Linked DNA regions of Sus scrofa: region 1 is linked to region 2. The links are chromatin contacts, called in public HiChIP or PLAC-seq maps. All regions are on one chromosome and are shown on one strand. Each heading gives the region's core, a stretch centred on a gene start, on an enhancer-like site or on the middle of the called end of the contact. The rest is flanking DNA. Distances are from core to core; before and after follow the strand shown. Region 1 overlaps DDAH1 (N(G),N(G)-dimethylarginine dimethylaminohydrolase 1). Region 2 overlaps ZNHIT6 (zinc finger HIT-type containing 6).

Evidence for each region. HiChIP or PLAC-seq counts read pairs in DNA pulled down with a chosen protein or histone mark.
Region 1: an H3K27ac HiChIP or PLAC-seq map of skeletal muscle shows a contact between it and region 2. The contact joins two enhancer-like sites. A contact is called at or near these places in 1 of 47 Hi-C or Micro-C datasets (heart right ventricle) and 1 of 2 datasets of contacts at active chromatin or transcription factors (skeletal muscle).

The regions. Positions count from the first base shown.
Region 1 is chr4:130,595,046-130,599,396 of Sscrofa11.1, reverse strand. The region is part of intron 4 of DDAH1 (N(G),N(G)-dimethylarginine dimethylaminohydrolase 1); the gene reads right to left. Among named protein-coding and RNA genes, the nearest start is that of BCL10, 48 kb to the left of the region's middle. Within about 2 kb of position 2,491, at least 12 of the 83 cell types and tissues checked have an H3K27ac peak or open chromatin away from gene starts, as enhancers often do. A contact at or near this core is called in skeletal muscle, where this site is marked.
Region 2 is chr4:130,332,484-130,336,987 of Sscrofa11.1, reverse strand. All of the region lies in intron 8 of ZNHIT6 (zinc finger HIT-type containing 6), which reads right to left. Among named protein-coding and RNA genes, the nearest start is that of ZNHIT6, 37 kb to the right of the region's middle. Within about 2 kb of position 1,412, at least 7 of the 83 cell types and tissues checked have an H3K27ac peak or open chromatin away from gene starts, as enhancers often do. A contact at or near this core is called in skeletal muscle, where this site is marked.

The DNA.
Region 1 (4,351 bases), core at 1,242-3,741, 260 kb before region 2:
ACGCGACCACAGCACTTCCTCCCCAAGCAGAGATCTCGTTTCCCTCCACCTTCCACTCTTTCTACTTGAAGAATTTAGTCTCAAGCTTGTTTTCCAGCCACAGGGCTTCAGGCCTTCCCATTTAAGTCTAAAAGCCAAGGTCCTAATGAGATGGAGTGTTCACCGCGTACTCGAAAGGCCCCAGATGCAATACATGAGACTGTTTGTTCTGCAAGCATCTCCCCCTAAAAAGACACTGGGTTTTATTTTTAAAATTTTAGTAGGTTTTTTGGCTGAGCCCCTGGCCTGCGGAAGTTCCTGGGCCAGGGATCGAACCCCCACCACAGCAGAGACAACAGTGGATACTTAACCTGCTGAGCCGCCAGGGAACTCCAAGACACAGGCTTTCAAAGAAAAGTTAGCTTTCCACAGGGGTTCGTGTTTCCATAACCAAGTGACGTTCTGCCAGTTTCCTACCCGTGAGAGCTGGTCGTTGGAGGTGCCAGTCATTTCACGCGCCACGATGCTATTCTTTTTTTTTTTTTTTTTTTTTTTTTTGTCTTTTTGCTATTTCTTGGGCCGCTCCCACGGCATATGGAGGTTCCCAGGCTAGGGGTTGAATCGGAGCTGTAGCCACCGGCCTACGCCAGAGCCACAGCAACGCAGGATCTGAGCCGCGTCTGCAACCTACACCACAGCTCACGGCAACGCCAGATCATTAACCCACTGAGCAAGAGCAGGGACCGAACCCGCAACCTCATGGTTTCTAGTCGGATTCGTTAACCACTGCACCACGACGGGAACCCCCACGATGCTATTCTGAACCACACGAGGGGCGTTTTCTGTCCAAAGACACGGTGAGGGACTCTCGGCGCCAGTCTCCTGCCTCTGCCCTCAAATGCTGCCGTCGGCTGGTGTCTGACGCGCTCCTGCCGGTGCGGCCACGGATTTCCCGCACCTGGATCGTGCCGCGGTCCCCGGCCCCACGCTGGGGTTGTGGTAGCAGAGTTTCCTCTGGCGTACCCCAGAAAGGCGATGTGCGTTTAGACGGGCACGCTGTGTGACTCTCAGGTGCGAGAACACTCGCGAACCACTGACTTGGACTCTTCACATTAAATTAGCATGATGTTCACACCTCAAAAGTCTTTTTACTCTTAGTGATGTTACCGCTGCTAGGAGCTCATCTACAGTGGGCTCTTATTACTTGCCAGGGTGTGGACGGGAAAAGACACGAAAGATTAGAAAGTGTGCACAGGAACTATATCCAGTCACCTGTGGTGGAACGGGAGGGAGGATAATGTGAGAAAAAGAAAAATACACACACATATATATAAAACTGGGTCACTTTGCTGTGGAGTAGAAATTGATAGAACACTGCACATCAGCTTTAATGGAAAAGATAAAAATGTAACAGAATGTAAATCAACTTTAATGGAAAAAATGAAAATCATAAAAAAAGAAAATGTGCACAGAATGTAACAGACACCTTTCATGTAGCTCCTAATTAGCTTTTCCCTTTTGAGACTCTGTACCAAGAGTCATCTCTGGACATACGGTCACAGCGTTGAACTTGGTCCCACTTCAAAAAGAGATAAAAGGGAATGGCTTGTTGTCACCTATCTCCAGTGGCTTGTTGTCACCTCCCTCCAAGCTTTTTACATCTGTAGGCAGAAAGTGTTTGAGTGATACCGAGGCAAGTACAGCAGTGACCAGAAATGAAACACAGATTTAGAAATATTCTTAAAGATTGCTGGACTAACGTGACATTTTGAAAGAGGAAAACAAGGAGAAACAGTGATTCTTACGAGCAGAGAAGTAATCCTGGAACGGTTTTTGCAGGAAGGTGACGGCAAATGTACTTTTTTGTTTTAACAATTAAAATTTTAAAAGTTGAAACACAGCTGATTTACAATGTTGTGCTTATTTCAGATGTACAGCAAAGGGATTCCCCGGCACACTCAGATTCTCTTCCCTTCCCCGGCACACTCAGATTCTCTTCCCTTCCCGGTTATTACAGAACACTGAGTAGAGTTCCCTGTGCTCCACAGCAGTCCTCGCCAGCTATCTGCTTTATGCACAGTAGTGCGTATATTTTAACCCCAAACGCCTGATCGACCCTCCCCCGGCAGTTTACTTTCAATCTGCTTCTCTTGCACGTCGTTATTTCTAAGGAGGACCCTGTCGCAGTGCCGTACCTACAGCGTGGGTGTCTTCCCCAGAAGCTGGAGAACAACTTGAAGGTCAAATGTCACTTCCACTTCGGGGGCTACGTTTTACCATATGCTTTATTAGCCTTCGGCCCAGCAATAGGATACTCATCCACACCCAGGCATTTAATACACGCGGTGTCCAGGGAGAAACAGCAGCCCCGCCCCAGCCATCCTGCCTGCAGCTCAGCGGACACATGTCCCTAATCCCTTCGACATCAAGGGCACTGGGCACTGGTGTTGGCCTGGCCAGAGTGTCACACAGGTCATGCTGCGATGGACAGCTGCAGCCCATGAGGCAGAAACCATCCTGGGTTTCTTCTGCCAGCTCCGTTCAGCCAAGAAACAACAGGACACTGCCCGAGATGGGAGCATGCAAATGTTCAAGAGGTTTTTTTCCTGTGCTTTGAGAGCGAGTAGCTAAAGATAATAAAACATAAATGGGAAAGGGTAAAGGACAGAGACTCCCAGTTCAGATGAGCCTCTGCCAATGGAAACTGAAACGGGAGCCAACCCCGTTGGAGCCTCACCGGCCTGCACGTCGGAGGTCACCAGAGCTGCTGGCAGCAGGAGCTGTCCGAGGGCAGCTCAACTCTCAAAATGCGAACCTAGGTCAGTGAAAGCCAGCAACGCCTTCTGCCCACGGTCTGTGCCTGTGTGGGAGGGAACCCAATTCACGGGGACAGGGGGGCTTGAGCTCTTTCCTGAGAATTCCACCAAAGGCACCCCATCTGGGAGCCATTTCTGAAGGACCGTCTCGATCCTCGTCCCCTGGGGCCCGGAACAGTGCCTGGCACAGAACAGCAGTGCTGTGATTATCCGCCCAAGGGCCGACCCGCTCCCTCTCCCTCCCACCTTCCAGACTCATCAGCTGCGTTGCTCCTCTAAGTAGAACTCACCCCCTGCACCCCACACCCCACGGCCGCGGGCTGCTTCCCCTGGTCCAGGCCTCCTCGCCTTTATTCCCGGACCGTGTCATGGTATCTAACGAGTTTTCTTAGTCCGAATCTTCCTTCCTGTTAGTCATTCTAGGCACAACGTCAGAGAGCTCTTGCTGAAATCTCCCCTTTTATAATTTGCTGAGAAACTGTGAGCGGCTCCCCACAGCCTTCAGATAAGAAGACCCCAATTCCTTTGAGTGGGGACCAGCCCCACTCACTTCTTCGGCCTTGCCTCCTTCTCTCCCCGCACGCACCCCCTGTCCCAGCCATCGTCTGTTGGCTATAAGATAGATCCCCCATTGTCCTGTCTGGTGTCCCTGGGCGTCCCCGGCTTGCTGGTCATCCTGGATCACTCAGACTTTGACTCCCGCCCCTGGGATCACGCCCTCCTCAAACTCCCACCACCTCCACCAGGACCCTGTGCCACTCAAGACTTTGCTTGATGTCACCCTGGACCCTGTCCTGTTCCTCATCCATCTCAGTGTCCCTGCGCCTGCGACCACATCTTTCACAGAGATGCTCTCAGGGAGTACTGCTCTATGAGGCTCAAGAAGCCGAGCTTCACACGCATCTGTGGCCTCTCTCTCTCTCTCTCTCTTTCTTTTTAAGGCCGCACCTGCAGCATATGGAAGTTCCTGAGCGAGGGGTCAATCGGAGCTGCAGCTGCCGACCTACACCACAGTCACAGCAATACCAGATCCGAGCCACATCTATGACCTACACCACAGCCTGCAGCAACACTGGATCCTTAACCCACCAAGGAAGGCCAGGGATCGAACCCACATCCTCACAGACACCATGTCTGGTTCTTAACTTGCTGAGCCCCAACGGGAACTCCTGTGGCCTCTTCTCAATTGCCTTTTGAAAACGTCTTTCTTCAGAAGAGACAGCAATGAAAGGTTCTGGAAACCCTACCTTTCTCCCCTCAGGTTTTTATATATGAATTAGGACATGATGTTGTCACACGTCCAATTCAATAGCTGCACGTGTCAGGGGAGCCTCCTCAAGGAAAAATGGAGCCAGGACGGACGGAGTCTACTGCCGCTTTCCCTCGTCGGCCAGCGTGAAAATGTTCAGCTAAGTGCCAGTCTCCCATCACTTCCAGCCACTGAAAGGAGGATGTCGCAGCGGTCAAGAGGCTACAGTGGGCCCACTTTGGAACTATCTACATTGCTGGGCGCTTTACGATTCAATAATTGCGACTTTCTGCCCAATTTGAGACAT
Region 2 (4,504 bases), core at 163-2,662:
AAGAATTTATAATGGATTATTTTAAAAATATTTTATTCAAATGCAGTAAGAATCTGGTATGTCTTGTGGTTTTAATTAGAACCACCGGATTTTAGTTAGTGTTCACCCTAAGACGTTGCAAACTTCTACTCACGGCAATATTGCTATTGAGTGTCAATAAGCTTCCAGGCTCTGGATTTCCAGTCTGTCACTTAAAAGAGGTCAGATTTCACTAGATAATCTTTGAAATTCTGAGCTTCGCTGCTTTTGCTACTACTGGTGGTTAATCTTAGTCTACCATTAATATTTGCCAGTAATTAAGTAAATTATGTAACCTGTTCGATCTACAAAGAAAGGCTATCGAACCCATGTGAGGTGACATCTTGTAGACGTGGGATTTAATTAAATGAAGCAGTAACTTCCGGTTGCTTGGGTTTGGAATCTAACACTCTGAGTTCAAGTCCTGGCTCCATCACTTACTGGTCTGTGATTCTGTGCAAGTGAACCCCTCTCATCCCTAGTTTCCATGCTTAAAATGGAGATAATAACAGCACTGCTTCCAAGAGTGATCACGAGCACTACATGAGAAAACACAGGACCTGTCAGCTCATTTATTAAGCTGTGAACACAGTTTTACGTTTGCATTTACCTAAAATAACAGGACATTCTGACAGAAATGTTCGTTCAGGACAAGGTCGCTGCTTAGTAACAAAGAATGGAACTTGTTATAGAAGCACTGAAACCCATATTTGCCTTTTTATGCATTCTGCGTTTGAAATGTAGCCTTACAACTTTCTGTATCACTTTTTTCTAAATAGTGATTTTTATTTTTTTCCATTATAGCTGGCTTACAGTGTTCTGCCAATTTTCTACTGTACAGCATGGTGATCCAGTTACACATACATGTACACATTCTTTTTTCTAACATTATCAGGCTCCATCATAAGCGAGTAGACAAAGTTCCCAGGGCTACACAGCAGGATCTCATTGCTCATCCATTCCAAAGGCAGTAGTCTGCATCTCTTAGCTTGGGGCTAAGAGATGCAGACTTTCTGTATCACCTTCAAAGGATTATTTCATATCACATTTACTTCCAAGGGCTACCACTACCTTGAGTGCTTCTTTTTCTACTATCTTGAGGCAAGTGGTAGAGTCTGGCTTGGCAGTGCCCCAAATATTTAGGTGTTAGCTCCTTTGGAAGCCATTAAGTCACTAAATCCTAAAGACAGCTTCATCTTTTCTGAAATTTCACCAACTCTGATGTTCCCATTGGCAAAAGGCCTCTGCTCTCTAAGACAATGACTTGGGTTTTAAAGAATTACGACACCAACAACTTGTCTTTCTTTGCCCTTAGGGACCCTCTCAGACAGCTCCTCTTGCTGCTGGCCTTGTTCACCCTCAGGCTGACCCTGCTAAAGGCAGCTGCTCGGGGCCCTGCAAGGGCAGAGCACAGCAGGCTCACAGGGAGTCCAGGGACGACCGGCGAGACTGAAGGCAATGCTTTTTTAATCCTGGCTCTGTTAGCACCTTTCAAAGAAGCTGGCCAAGGTCTTGAACTTCTTTCTCTGCACTTTATTAGCAAATCAGGATTTATTTTTACCTTCTCGTGATTCAAAAAGGGACAGAGAATTTGAAAAAGAGAGTCCCAAACCATCCTATCTCACATCTGATCACTGACAACCCTTAGGTCATCTCCCCTCCCACCCCCTAAAGAGTACTGAAACTCAATTTGAATGTTTTCCAAATTTAACAATCTAATAGCAACCCCTAAGCCACAAAGTCTTCCCCTATAAAATAAGGTCATCGGATGAGGGATCCCCAAGATCCCTTCCTCTCTAAAATCCTACAAGTTTTGATATTTATCTGACAAAAGCAGCCATTAGCCTGTATTTTAAGAGTTGTGCGTTTGTTTCTTAATTTAGGTTTCTAGGTTAAAAGGGCAACTGACTCCAACGGTGCACAGCTGAGTCTCTTGCTGTTAAAAAATTAACCTGAATCAGTTCGTCATCTGCAGCCAGATGTGTTTAAAGTATGGTTTGTATTAACTAAATTCAGGAAGGTGCCTGAATCGATTATAAACTAAATGTTTTAGATTCACACTTACCAAATTCCTTTAAAATAAGAAATTTCAAGTTCTAAACTTATTTCAATAGAACAGAAAGAGAAGGGATTAAATGAACCAAACAGCTTTTAAAATCCGAATGAAAAGGAAAAAAGTACATTTTAATGAAGATCCAGACTAGGAGAAGAAAGGATAGTATAAACTCCAACTAGAACACAAAACCAAACTACGTATAGGGGTCAGACAGCTAACTCTTCTGTTTAAAAGTTTTAGGTATTATTTAAAATTTCTCCAAGTACTCCCACATGGCAATTTTTGTAACTCATATTGTCCATATCACCTCAGAAGCAAATTTTGTCAAGTTAAAATGTTTATCTAATTTCCCTTAGTTTTCATATTAAAAAAATACGGTCATTGAGTTAGCGGTTTGCTGCCCTTTGTTTTGGACCATCTATGTAATTTGCATAAACATGTAAACGAGACCTCCAGGGGGCCTGAGTTGGGCACCAGCCACTACTGAGTTAATGCAGAGGAATCTCGATGGCTCAGAACCAGGCTGGTTGAGGATGCCAGTCTGTGGATGGCCCAGAAGCTACAGGAGGCAGGGCACTAAAGCCACCCAGTGCACATTCTAAAACATGCTTTGAAGAGGGCCTCACAAAGCTCTCGTCGTAGAGGCCATGTGCTCGCCTCTCCTCACCCTCACCCACAAGCTCAGTTCCTTCTCAATTCACAAGCCCGGGTGCCAGTCTTCCCACTGGTCCTTTCGAGCTGTGGCTCCTCAGGTAACTCAGTCCCCTCACCAGTGTGATGATGGAGAGGTTATCTACCTATCAGCTGGCTTGCAAAGATTTAACGTTAACAGTGTACTAGGTGTAGCTCGCCAAACTCATTTGACCGAGAGTCCAAATGCTGGCTTTGTAACTGTAACCTGGTTTCTTTAAGTAAGTTAATTTCTTAAGAGTCTACGATTCTATCTCGTAGAGATTATTACATCTTCATTAAATTAATGCATGTGAACATGTAGTGGGAACAGTGCCTAGCTTCCATTCATCAAGTAATTCCTCAAATATTTATTCAGTACAATGTACAGATAACCTGCTAAGTAAGGGAAGTTCAGAGAAATAAACCCCATAGTTTATTGGGAATGTCAGTCAAATAAACAACGGTCACATTTCACTGGGGACAGATGACATGACAGAAATCGAAACCTCCACACGTTCCTTCGGGCTGCATGGTGCCTGTAACATCTAGGTACTTCCTTTGCCAACCCCAGCTCCTTCCTGCTTTGGTTCTTAAAACCGCTCCTCCTCTATGGATTTTCTCCTAATTAATATAAGAATTTTAAGTAGCTTTACTCTTGTCAACAGAACACATGCTTCCTCGGGTGCTAAAAATACAAGTCTGCTGAGTACAGACTCTTACGTCTTCTATCTTTATTGGGAAGTCTGACCAGCTTCTCAAAAAACTTTTGCTTAAAGGTTAAATGGTTCATGAACTGACTATAGCATAGAATTAGATTATTTTAGAGTTAGCAAGAACGTCACTACATTCTTTTTTGTCTCCCCTGTGAAGGCACTGTAGCCCTGAGAAGTATTTTACTCAAGGAGATGCAGAGTCGGAATTATGAAGCCGACCTTTCAAGTTCTTCACTCAACTGCTTGCTTGTGTTTATTTCTCACTCGGTACACATGTACTGAGGTCTATCACGTGCCAGACGCTGTTCCAGGGACTGGAAATGCACTGGTGACCTGTGAGGGATTCACGGAGAGGTCTGGTTGGAGAGGAGGCTGAAGCACTTTGGCTAAAATGAAGTATCTGAATCACCTAGAGATTCAACGAATTAGGCCATTATTCCTTCTGAAGAGTATATAAAGTTGGATACAAATTATTACGAACAACAAGAAAGGATCAATTTCGTAGAGTAACATCAAGTTGCGAGGTAAACTGAAGCAGTACACTTCTGAGATGAGGCTTAGAGTCTGCTGGGAGCTGGACCCATCACATCACTGTGGACCTACTGCTGCGCCTGTCCTGTCAACACACACTAGCTGTGCCAACGAGCTGAGACCTGGCCTCCCTGGATCTGAGCGTACACCTCTCATCAGAACCCCAGCAGAGTGCCACGCAGGAAAGCCAGGCCACCATGGCCGTGCCGCCTCCGAGGCACCTCTGCATCGTGCTCTAAGCGTGCGGACACTCTTCCACTTTCTAGTGCCTAGGGGACCCAGCTTCCTTTCTCCCAGAGCTGATGAGAAACGTGGCCAAAGGGTAAGCTAACAGTCCCCAGAGAGGATTACAAGGGATCGGGGCCCATCGCCACCCGATCGAAGGCTGTGCACTGTGGTCATTCAGGGCGCTGAGGGCATGGGTTCTCTGCAAAGAACAGGCTGTGGAAGCAGGTGGCCTAGGTTTGGATCTAGGGTCTACCAGGTAGTGGTTACAAAGCTGCAGTCAGGCTCT